Regions from separate parts of the Rattus norvegicus genome. Here region 1 is linked to region 2. The links are chromatin contacts, called in public Hi-C maps. All regions are on one chromosome and are shown on one strand. The core of a region is the stretch at or near the end of the contact, and the rest is flanking DNA. Distances in the headings are between cores, read along the strand shown.

What was found. A called contact is a pair of places that touch in the nucleus more often than the background predicts.
Region 1: a Hi-C map of the A7r5 cell line shows a contact between it and region 2, with 2.4 times the contacts expected there. The contact joins two enhancer-like sites. A contact is called at or near these places in 3 of 12 Hi-C or Micro-C datasets (the A7r5 cell line, liver and mammary epithelial cells).

Annotation. Positions count from the first base shown.
Region 1 is chr10:82,796,337-82,802,789 of GRCr8, reverse strand. No RefSeq gene overlaps it. Among named protein-coding and RNA genes, the nearest start is that of Mrpl45, 5.5 kb to the left of the region's middle. Within about 2 kb of position 4,054, at least 53 of the 93 cell types and tissues checked have an H3K27ac peak or open chromatin away from gene starts, as enhancers often do. A contact at or near this core is called in the A7r5 cell line, where this site is marked.
Region 2 is chr10:82,745,777-82,751,811 of GRCr8, reverse strand. All of the region lies in intron 2 of Npepps (aminopeptidase puromycin sensitive), which reads left to right. Among named protein-coding and RNA genes, the nearest start is that of Npepps, 22 kb to the left of the region's middle. Within about 2 kb of position 1,676, at least 7 of the 93 cell types and tissues checked have an H3K27ac peak or open chromatin away from gene starts, as enhancers often do. A contact at or near this core is called in the A7r5 cell line, where this site is marked.

The DNA.
Region 1 (6,453 bases), core at 2,805-5,304, 49 kb before region 2:
CACATCTCTTAAACAACAGTGAAAAGGAAATCCTATGAAGCAGACTTTTCTCTCCCATTTCTCTCAATACTCAAGGTGTTCCTGGAACCCATTTTTTTCCTAGTGAAACTTTCAAATTAAGCCTAAAGAATAGGAGTTCTTGTTAGCAGCAGGCTCCTAACTCCCAGCATCCCTCAGTCCTGACCTGTTACAAGGCATGGCTAGCATACCCTACCTTCTAGGCCTGGGGCTGGACTTCCTCTCACCCAGAGGGCTCTTTACTCTATAATCCAGACATTTTGGTTCTCTCTCTCTCTTTCTCTCTCTCTCTTTCTCTCTCTTTCTCACACACACACACAGTCACACACACACACACACACACACACACACACACACATCAAGCATCCTTTCTCTTCCCCCTCCCCTCTGTCTTCCTCTTCAATGGTGACTCATTCATATCATAACTCCAGTTACAGGGGATCTGATGCCCTCTTCTGACCTCTGCAGCCACTAGGCATGCACCCAGTATACAAGCATACATGCATGAAAAACATACATATTAAATTAAATATGTAGCTATTGAAAGTTGGGTGTATCTATGTGTGTCTATAATATCAACACTGAAAAGTGGATATCTGGAGGGTTTGATGGCCAGTTAGTCCAGCCAAAAAGACCAATTTTTGGATCAGGAAAAGAGTGTCTCAAAACAATACTTTCGAGAACAATGAAGAAAGATTCTGAAGTCTTGCTTTGACCTCTGCAGGAGCACACATGGGCATATGCCTGTTTGCACAATGATGTGTGTGTTATACACATCACAAGCACATACATCACATCATCTACACACACACATCACACACACCATACACACACATACATTTTGGATTTTGCTTTGGAGGTTTTCTTTCGGGACAAGGTTTCTCTATGTAGTCCAGGCTGGCCTCAAACTCAGAGATGGCCCGCCTGACTCTGCCTCCTGAGTGCTGGGATTAAAGGCGTGTCCTATCATCGCCCAACTCGGGTTTTATTTTTTAAATTGGAAATTCTAAAATGTCTCTGAGTGACCTACATCTAGAAGAACACAGCTGATTTAGACAGGAACATTTTCCCGGAGAGTTGGAAGAATCTGATTCTCGATAAGATGATCCTTGGATTACAAGTAATTACTACTTGAGAAATGTTGTGCCTCGCTGACATAGGGGAGAGCACGAAGAGAAGGGACTTGTCCAAGCAGGTGCCACAAAGGAAACAGGAATGGCGACCTCCTAGCCGATACTCTCAACTAATTTGAGCTAACAGCATTAGAAACGCTAACTCCCTGTGGTTCTCACAAGCGCTTAGGAATATGATCATTCTTGACGCAGCATCTTGGCCACACCCGATTCTCATCTATACAAAGGTGGTAATTCCATACCTAAATTACAAAATTATTAATTCATTAAAAATCAAATGAGTTCCACTCTGATTAGTTATGGCTCCAGCTTTCCAAGCCTGCTAATATTCCAGAGATGTATTTGTACAAGGAGCCTGGTAGGACTCTAAGAAGTGTAGCTGCCCCTCATGGTGGACACAGAAGAGAGACATCCTTGTCCTTGAGGCCACCCCGGTGCAGTGCCCCTAAACAAGAAATTTCCAGATATGAGCTGCTCCTCAGGGAAATCTAACATGCAGTTCTCCTCTCTGCACAGGGACTCAGGAAGATTCCATTGCCCAGAGTGATTCCTCATGTCAGAGCTTCTCAAAGCTGCCTTTCTTTCTGCTCTATCTTTCCACTCTCCTTCGCTGCTGGGGACCAAGTCTTTGCCTTTGTGCTTGTCCTAGATTCCTCATTCTGAAGGCATGTTCAGGGAGAGAGATTATTCATGCTGGCTCAGCCAGGAAAGAAACCCACAGTGCTGGAGAGGTCTAGAATTAATCCCTAGCCTCTCCTTGCTCCACTTTCTCCCAGCTGACTAAATCAAGCAATAATCCTAAAAGGGAATTTTAGGCTGTTAGTGACTCTCTACCTCCACCCCACTCTACCCTGCACACAGCGTATTTAGGGAGGAGAGGGCAAAGCCCTTAGACCAGAGTAATCTGTTTCTAACCCACTTCCATTCTCAGGGATTACTAGTAGGGGGAGGGAGAGGGAAAGAGGAGAGGAGGAGGAGACTCGAGATAGACCCTGGAGGGCTTTAGGCTCCTCGGGCTTCCTGGAGTCTGGGAGCTCCCTCCCTCCCCAGGGTCCGCAGGCTGGGAAAGCAGTGCCTTTGGGTTTGGCAGTAATAGGAGCAAGACTGGAAAAGTTCATGGTTTGTGGGCAGATGAAGGTAAAAACTGTTTCTGCTTGTGTTTACAAGTTCCATGTCTTTATATGCTCTCAAGTCATGGGTAAAGCCAGCCTATTAGCAAATAAGAAATAAGAAGGGGAAGAAAGGGGTTGGGGATTTAGCTCAGTGGTAGAGCGCTTGCCTAGGAAGCGCAAGGCCCTGGGTTCGGTCCCCAGCTCCGGGGAAAAAAAAAAAAAAAAAGAGAAGGGGGAGAAAAAGCTCTCTTTGGGGACAAAGGAAACACGGCCCCACTATTGCTGGCTTCTGCTTGTCCTGTGGCCTTAGACAAGTCACTTTGCATTTCTGATCCCTAACTTATCCTTGGTAGAAAAAAAAGGGAGGGGGGTCTTTCTCATGAGTCTTTTTTTTAAAGATTTGTTTGTTTGTTTGTTTATTTATTTATTTATTTATTTATTTATTTATTATGTAGTGTTCGCCTGTTCGCCAGAATGTGCTTGCTGGGAATTGAACTCAGGACCCCTGGAAGAGCAGTTAGTGCTCTTAACAACTGAGCCATCTCTCCAGCCCACCCCCCTTCTCATGAGTCTTTTTTTTTTTCATCTTTATTAACTTGAGTATTTCTTTTTTTTCTTTTTTTTTTTTTTTTTTTTTTTTGGTTCTTTTTTTCGGAGCTGGGGACCGAACCCAGGGCCTTGGAGTATTTCTTATTTACATTTCGATTGCTATTCCCCTTCCCGGTTTCCGGGCCAACATCCCCCCTAAACCCCCTCATAAGTCTTAAAAGCCCCGATTCCCAAGTGATGTGGCTGTCCGTCCTATTCATAATGAACGAAGGCAGGAGCCCAGGAGTGTGGACTAGCTGACTCTTGTGGGCCTCTCGTGACTCACGTCAATCAGGCGCTCGACTCTAACCTGCACCCGATCCGGCACTCACAGAACCCCCAACAACCAAACGCGCATTCTTCTGAGACGCTCTCCCACAGCTGGACGTTTGCTAACGCAGGAAACTTCCACTAGAGGTCGCCAGGGCTGCGCTGGGATCTCAGATCGCGAGACCCGTGCAAGTCGGGACTTGTAAATCTCTGCTTTGGGAAGTTCAGAGCTGCTCTATTCAGTGTTACTTGGTCTGACGGAATCCAACCGGGTGTTCTGGCGACTGATACGGACCTTGTTGTATGATTTCCAAATTCTGTGAGCAAATTACTTAAACCTGCGGTGGCCCATACCCTTTGGTGAAATGGGGATTGCAAAACTGACTTCCCACGGAGTGATAGCGTTATTTATCTTGTGACTGTATAGCGCGGATGACTGGCTTATTTATTTCCGTGCTAGAGGAAAGCTTTGAGACTTGCTGCCGACAGGGAATCTTGGTGTTATAAAAGATGGGCTCGCAGGAGCCTAGAGTCCCTCCACCCAGAAGTGTTGTGGCCCTTTGCCATTTTATTCTTCCGTCTTAACAGTTTTGCACGCTGATGCCGCTGGTTATTCTGTCTCGTCCTTCAGTCACATCTCATCACCACGGCAGTCTAAACATGCTGTCTTTTATCTCGGTTTTCATGGAGGTGAGTTAAATGTCCACTTCCCACTCACACCTCCGTGAAAACCCTCTTTGATCCTGCCTTGTGTTTCCTGAGCTGCGACATACCTGCCTAGCTCTGGCCTTCCCTTTCCCTCTCGTCCCTCCTCCATTCCCTTCCGAAGATTCCTGAAGGAGTGAAGGTTTGGGAAAGGGGGAGGGACAGAGTGTCCAGGGCTTGCGTGTCAGTAGACACGTTACAGCCGCAGGGCAGCCCGGGGTGAAACCACAAGGCAGAGGCCCCAGGGTAGACAGCTGACAGGCCCGCCCACTTTGGCTCCTGCCTTCGCTGTCTCACCCCAGAATTTTCCTGGCAGGAGTGGAAGAAGTTGGTATCGAGTCTTTGAGCCCTGACTCATTCTCTGTCCTAGCTGGGTGCTCCTCAGTTACATCTCCAAGTGTCTCTCAGGGGTTCAGTGTTAGCCACATGGCTGCCTCAGCTCAAACCGGAAACCCAAGAGGCGGAAACATGCTCATTTAATTCCCATCTGGGGACCCCAACAAATTTAAAGTTTGTACTAGTGGCTATAAAATGAATAAGCCCGGGCTGGAGAGATGACTCAGTGGTTAAGAGCACTTGACTGCTCTTTCAGATCCTGAGTTCAATTCCCAGCAACCCACAGATGGTTGGTGGCTCACAACCATCTGTAATGGGATCTGATGCTATTTTCTGGTGTGTCTGAAGACAGCGACAGTGTATTCACATACATTAAATAAGTAAGGTAAAAAAAAAAAAAAAAGAATAAGCCCTTCCTATATTGCTACCTTAAGGATTTGGTATTTTACAGATTGCTTTAAACGACCATGCTCAACTTTATTAAAAAAAAGAGGGGCTGGGGATTTAGCTCAGTGGTAGAGCGCTTACCTAGGAAGCGCAAGGCCCTGGGTTCGGTCCCCAGCTCCGGAAAAAAAAGAACCAAAAAAAAAAAAAAGAAAGAAAGAAAGAAAGAATAAAAAAAAAAATGTGCAGGACAGGGGGGAGGGGTAGATGGGCCAGGAAGTAACACAGTGACTCAGGGCCCTATCTAGGTATCTAGGCACATAACTCAGGTCTCCCAACCCAACTCTAAATTACATTCTTTTCCTTTACCGACTTACTCAGGGACCATACGGATATTCTGGCTTTCTGGACGTTATAAAAAGGTTCTTTCTTATGTTGCCAACTTAACTTCTGTAGATTCAATAGAAAAATCAATTGTCTCATGCTTCCTGACTTACTAGGTCCACTTTGCCATTTATCCTGTGTAAAATGTGAGCTAGACATGTACTTCCTCCCAGGCAGGTTTGTCAAAGTACTTCGGTGCAGGGAGACTAGTGTAGCAGTCTGCCATGCCGAGGTGACATGGGGGGGGTGTGTGGGAGGGTGGGGTGTGTGGGAGGGTGGGGGGTGTGGGAGGGTGGGGGGGTTTGGATTCTTGTGTCCCTCTACCACGGATGCTAAGAATCATTTCCCCCCTTTCTTTCTTAATTTTTTTTTGTTTTGTTTTCCTTTTCATTGTTGTTTTGGTTTTGGTATTGTCTTTTTCTTTTTTCTCCCCCCCCCCCCCCAGCTGGGGACCGAACCCAGGGCCTTGCGCTTCCTAGGCAAGCGCTCTACCACTGAGCTAAATCCCCAACCCGGTTTTGGTATTTTCAACATATGCTTTCTCTATGTAGTCCTGCCTGTCCTGAAACAACCCTGTAGACAAGGCTGGCCTCAAACTCAGAGATCCATCTGCCTCTGTATGGAGTTCTGAAATGAACGGTGTGCACCACCGTGCTTGGCTTGAGAATTATTTTCTTACCTTCCCATTGTTTAAAGGTTCCAGCCTCTCCTAAACTAGGGCTGAGCTTCCTAAAGGCCTTAACTGGTTTCCAGGAAAGCCAATTTTTAGCGTTATCCTTTGGCAGAGGGAGTGGCGTCACTGTGCACAAGCCAGGACATCCTTTCCAGAGCTTTCCATCTGGAAGAAAGAGAGTTTTCAGAGTTTCCAGAAGGGCTGCCTAATGGGGTGGAGTGGCAAGCACGCCATAGAGAAAGTCGTGAGACTGGAACCCTAGCCTCCTGGTCTGAAAAGAAAACCAAAGTCTGGAGACACAGCCCAGCACTGCTCTTCCTGAAGTCCTCCTGACCCTTTGATAGAGTTTCTTGGTCCTTAATTCATCTTTCTCTGTGTATCCCAGACTGGTCTTAAGCTTGTGATCTTTTTGCCTTAGCCTTTCTTTTTTTTTTGTTTTTTGTTTTTTTTTTTTTTTTTTTGGTTCTTTTTTTCGGAGCTGGGGACCGAACCCAGGGCCTTGTGCTTCCTAGGTAAGCGCTCTACCACTGAGCTAAATCCCCAGCCCCTGCCTTAGCCTTTCAAATGCTAGAATTATAGGCGTTCACCTCATATCTGGCTAGCTATTTTATCTTTTTTTTTTTTTTTTTTTTTTTGGTTCTTTTTTTCGGAGCTGGGGACCGAACCCAGGGCCTTGTGCTTCCTAGGTAAGCGCTCTACCACTGAGCTAAATCCCCAGCCCCTATTTTATCTTTCCTATGTGTTTACCTATCTCTCCACCTCCACCCAGAACTTTTGTTCTGTTTAAAATTTACAGGAGCTGGAGAGATGGCTCAGTGGTTAAGAGCACTGACTGTTCTTCCAGAGGTCC
Region 2 (6,035 bases), core at 427-2,926:
TTACAGATGGTTGTGAGTCACCATGTGGTTGCTGGGAATTGAACTCAGGACCTCTGGAAGAGCAGTCAGTGCTCTTAACCACTGAGCCATCTCTCCAGCCCAATTTTCTTTTTTTCAAATGTTCTCACTGCATTGTTAAGGCTAGCCTTAAAATGAGGGTCCTCTTGCCTCAGACTCTCTAAGCCTCAGAATATTTCTTTTTTTTTTTTCGGAGCTGGGGACCGAACCCAGGGCCTTGCGCTTCCTAGGTAAGCTCTCTACCACTGAGCTAAATCCCCAGCCCAGAATATTTCATAGTAGTTATAACCAACACTGTGTTAAGCAGTTTATATAGAGTATAATGTACATTTAACTTCCTGGCGTTTTTGTGTATTTTGTTTGGTTTGTTTTTTTGAGATAGGGTCTCATTATGTAGCTCTGGCTGTCCTACAAGTTGCTCTGTACACCAGGCTGGACTCAGCTTACAGAGGTCAGCATGCCTCTGCCTCCCAAGTGTTGGGATTAAAGGTGTGCACCGCCATGTCCAGCTACATCATACATTTAATTTTTTCTTTTAATTTTTTTTAAAGATTTATTTATTATATATAAATACACTGTAGCTGTCTTCAGACACACCAGAAGAGGGCATCAGATCCCATTACAGATGGTTGTGAGCCACCATGTGGTTGCTGGGATTTGAACTCAGGACCTCTGGAAGAGCAGCCACTGCTCTTAACCACTGAGCCATCTCTCCAGCCCTCTTTTAATTTTTTTTTTTTTTTTTCTTTTTTTTTTTTTCGGAGCTGGGGACCGAACCCAGGGCCTTGCGCTTGCTAGGCAAGCGCTCTACCACTAAGCTAAATCCCCAACCCTTAATTTTTTTTTATGTATACAGCATTCTGCCTGCATGTACACCTGCATGCCAGAAGAGGGCACCAAATCTCATTACAGATGGTTGTGAGCCACCATGTGTTTGCTGGGAATTGAACTCAGGACTTAGGTAGAGCAGAGAATGCTCTTCACCTCTTCACCTCATCTCTCCAGCCCCATACATTTAATTTTTTTTTTTCCCCCTGTGCTAGGGACCGAACCCAGGGCCTTGCACTTGCTAGGCAAGCACTCTACCACTGAGCTAAATCCCCAACCCCTTACATTTAATTTTTAAACAGTTAAGAAGTACATAATGATATTTTTATCATTGAGGTACAGAAACCATGTGGAATAATAACTTTTGTTTGATCACATTTTCCTGTACCTATACACACAGGACCATGTGTGCTAGGTAGGCTTTGTGCCAAGCACTTAGCCTTATTCTTCCACGTTGAAGATTAGTTTTCCTGAGTGCTTGTGTAGCCTAGGTTAGCCTCTAACTCAGCTTCTCTTTAGCCTGTAGGGTGCTGGGTGTGTCGGCATGTATCATACCTAACTGACCTTTAAAACATTTTGCTAAAGTTTAAAGTAAGTTTGTAAGACAAACATTGTAGCTCATGTATACTCTTGACACTCAAGTTGCCAAGGCAGGAGGGTTGAGAATTTGAAGCCACTCTGGGCAACATAGAAGTAGTATGATCCTCTCTCAGAGAAATGAGAAAATAATATACAAACGTGTTTATACTTGCTATGTAGTTGTGTCTACTTAGATTTACTTTAAAGATTTATTTTTTGGTGACTGGAGAGATGGCTCATTCTTGAGAAATGGCTCTGTGGTTAAGAACACTTGTTCTGCAGAGGACAACTCATATGTTGGCTCACAACTGTCTATAACTCCAGTTCCAGAGGAGCCAATGCCCCCTCTTTTTTCTTTTTTACCTCTGTTGGCACAAGGCATACATCCAGGCAAAATAGTCATATACATAAATATCCATGTGTCTGTTTGTATGAAAGAATGAATGTACATATATAGGTATGTATTTATGTACATATATATGTATTTTTGTATATTACATGTACTAAAGAAATGACTCAGCTGTTAATAGCACTTTAAATCCCAGGCTCACAACTGGTGGTAACACTATGGAATCAAATGCCCTCTTCTAGATTCTTTAAGCCTCAAGCATAAAATAAGTTTTGTTTCACTTTGTTTTTAAAACAGACTTTCTCTGTGTAGCCCTGACTGTCCTAGAACTTGCTGTGTCTAGCCTGGATTTGCAGAAATCTCCCTCAGCCTTTTGAGTGCTGGGATTAAAGTTGTGAGCCATCATGCCCAGTTCAAACAAACAAACAAACAAGAGAAGGAGGGAAGAGAAGAAAAAGAAAAAGTATTCTGAGCCAGACTTGGTAACATATCTGTAGTCACAGTACTTGAGAGAAGAGCCACAGATAAGTCACCTTTAACTTTGACCAACCTAGGTAGGCTACATGAAATTTAGTTTCCAAAAACTTAAGAAACATTCTCAAACTGAAGACCTAGCTCACAGGCAGTACATCTATCTGATATGTAAAGTCTTATGTTTAACCTCAGTACCACAAAAAAGAAGGAAAAGAATCTTTTCTGGTCTGGAGCAGATCTCAGTGATAGGGCGATTACAAAGCACTCATGGGGGTCTGGGTTCTTCAGGATGACATGAACAGAAAGCATTTGTAAGTATGTGCATGTGTGTATGTGCACACACAAGCGTGTATATAAAAGTGAAAGGATAAGTGTCAGCATCTGGCTCTTGCCTGAGTGAATGTAGTACATATGTATGTATGTACACCATATGGGTGTCTGATCCTCACAGAGGCCAGTAAAGGGTGTTGTTATAGGATATGAATAACCAGCATGTGAGTGCTAAGGACTGACTGAACCTGAGTCCTGGTTGAACAGCAAGTGCTCCTAGCTACTGAAACGTTTCTTAGGACCCCACAAGACTTATATGTGTGCATTTAAAATGGGAATGCAGGGGCTGGAGAGATGACTCAGCAGTTAAGATCACTGACTACTCTTCCGCCCTGAGTTCAACTCACATAACTGTATGATGACTCACAACCATCTGTAATGGGATCTGATGCCCTCTTCTGGTGTGTGTGAAGAGAGTAATAGTGTAGTCACATACATAACATGAACAATTCAAACAAACAAACAAATAAACAAACAAACCCCAAACAAACACAAAATGGGAATATAAGGTGTCTGTCCTTAGCTTAGTGGGAAGCACATAAATATCATAAATGTGAATTTGAATTGTAATTTTTTTTAAAGACTTTTTATTTAATGTATATGGATACACTGTAGCTATCTTCAGACACACAAGAAAAGGCTATCAGACTTTATTTCAGATGGTTGTGAGCCACCATGTGGTTGCTGGGAATTGAACTCAGGACCTCTGGAAGAGCAGTCAGTGCTTTTTGCTTTTTTTTTTTTTTTTTTTTTTTTTTGGTTCTTTTTTTCGGAGCTGGGGACCGAACCCAGGGCCTTGCGCTTCCTAGGCAAGCGCTCTACCACTGAGTTAAATCCCCAACCCCGCAGTCAGTGCTCTTAACCACTGAACCATCTCTCCAGCCCCTGAATTGTAATGTTTGTTAGTTATAATTTACTGTTATATAATTTTTAAAGGCTTAATTTATTTTATATATATGAATGCTTTATCTGCATACACACCTGCATACCAGAGGAAGGCATCAGATCCCATTACAGATGTTTTTGAGCCACCATGTTGTTGCTGGGAATTGAACTCAGGACCTTGGGAACAGCAGCCAGTGCCCTTAACTGATAAGCCATCTCTCCAGCCCCTATATAATCTTTAGTAGTATTATGTGAAAGTAACTTTAGTACACATGCTTTCCTGCCAGCAATTCAGTTGAATTAGTAATGGTAGTTTTTTTTTTTTTAAAGATTTATTTATTTAATGTATATGAGTACACTGCTGCTGTCTTCAGACACACCAGAAGAGGGCATCAGATCCCATTACAGGTGGCTGTGAGCCACCATGTGGTTGCTGGGATTTGAACTCAGGACCTCTGGAAGAACAGTCAGTGCTCTTAACCACTGAGCCATCTCTCCAGCCCCCGTAAGGGTAGTTTTTTTTTTTTTTTTTTTGGTTCTTTTTTTCGGAACTGGGGACCGAACCCAGGGCCTTGCGCTTCCTAGGTAAGCGCTCTACCACTGAGCTAAATCCCCAGCCCCGTAAGGGTAGTTTTTATCAGGACAATTTAGGTGATGAACTCCATGGCACAATTGCTCATTTCTTTATGAGCTCTTTTTTTTTTTTTTTCTCGGAGCTGAGGACCGAACCCAGGACCTTGTGCTTGCTAGTCAAGCGCTCTACCACTGAGCTAAATCCCCAACCCCTATGAGCTCATTTCTTGTGTAAGTATTTGCCGCTGTGTTCAGAAATTCCCTGCTATTGTGCAAAAGAGAAAAGGAAGTTTTTCTTAGCATTCATGAGGTCCTGGGTGGGATCCCCAGCACTGAACAAAAACCAAACAAAACAGTCAAAAAAATCAAAATAACCAACCTCAAGAAAGCCTTAACATTTATTCTTTTTATCTTTTCATTTGAACCAGGGTTCACTGTGTAGCCTTGGAACTGGCTGTGTAGGTCAGGCTGGCATTGAATGCAAAGATCTTTGCATCTCTGCCTCCTGAGTGATGGGAGCAAATTTGTGGGCACATGCCTTTAATCCAAGCACCTGGGAACCAGAGGCTGGCAGATCTATGAGTTGAAGACTAGCCTGACTTATCTAATGAGTTCCAGGACAACCAGCCTCTCTGTAGAGACCCCTGCCTCCTGAAAAAGCGTGAACTCCCACTCCCTACACACACACACACCCAGCTAATCCTATTTATTTATTTATTTATTTATTTATTTATTTATTTATTTATTTATTTATTTTTTCGAGACAGGGTTTCTCTGTGTAACAGCCCTGGCTGTCCCAGAACTTACTTTGTAGACCAGGCTGGCCTCTGCCTCCTGAATGCTGGGATTAAAGTTATGTGCTACCACACTAGGCTTATCTCAACATTCTTTCTTGGTAGTCATATTTTATTTGGGAAAATAAATGCTCTATATCATACTGCAAGACAGGAAACTGTAATCTCAAAAAGCATGGGTCTCCTTACCCCCAGAAAGCAAGCAAGCAATTCAGCAAAAGGGACACCAGCTGGGTGTCATCTAGACCAATTTTGCTCTGACACAGTCTACCTGTAGATAGTCCCATCGTGGAGAGTTCAGATCCCAAGATATTTGTGGTCCTTCTCTTCAGATATCGGTTACAAAACCTGAGTGATTTCTACCTGTGCTTTTCATCTCCCAACCACTCCACCTCCTCACATCCACCTCCTTACAGCCACCTCTTCAGTTTTGATGACTGTGTTTTAGCAGCTCACAGGTCTCAGGGAGTTGTTTCCTGGCTTATTATAAAGGATACAGGTGGCACCGTATGCAGTACCAGGCATGGTGGGGCAAGCCTGTGCTCCCAGCACTTAGGAGGCAGAGGCAGGTAGATCTCTGCGAATTTAAAGCCAATCTGGCTACATAGTAAGATAGATTCTTAAAACAAGCCAAAACAATATTGGGGAAAAGTTCATCCTTCTCTAGGAATTTCTCTGTCTGGAAGCTCTCTGAACTTTTACCTTTTGAGGTATTTATTTATTTATTTATTTATTTATTATTTATTTATTTATTTATTTATAAAAAGACTTGCTTAGCTAATGCTAATGGAGTTGGTAAGGAAATCCAGGAAAGCCTGGCCAGATTCGTCTTGGTATCGCAATCTAGCATCCCTGCCTCCGGTGTACCAGACATGACATTGTGTGAAATTGTGGCAGCAGAGACAGACAGGGTTACCTTATGCCTAATTAGTTGAGACCTACTTTGTGGATGAAGTTATGAGCTAGGACCATTGGTAAAATCTCAAATACTGATAGGTTATTATATCCTAATAGGCAACAAGAAAACATGCAGAATAAAGTAGTATTAAAGGAGAGAGAGACATATACAGAGAGAGACAGAGACAGACAGGGAAGAAAAGGGATATCTACAATGAGGATACCTTTTTTTTTTTTTTTTTTTTTTTTTTGATTTGGGTCTTATTTAGCCAAGGTTGGCTTTGAACTCACCATGTAGTGTTGCAGTA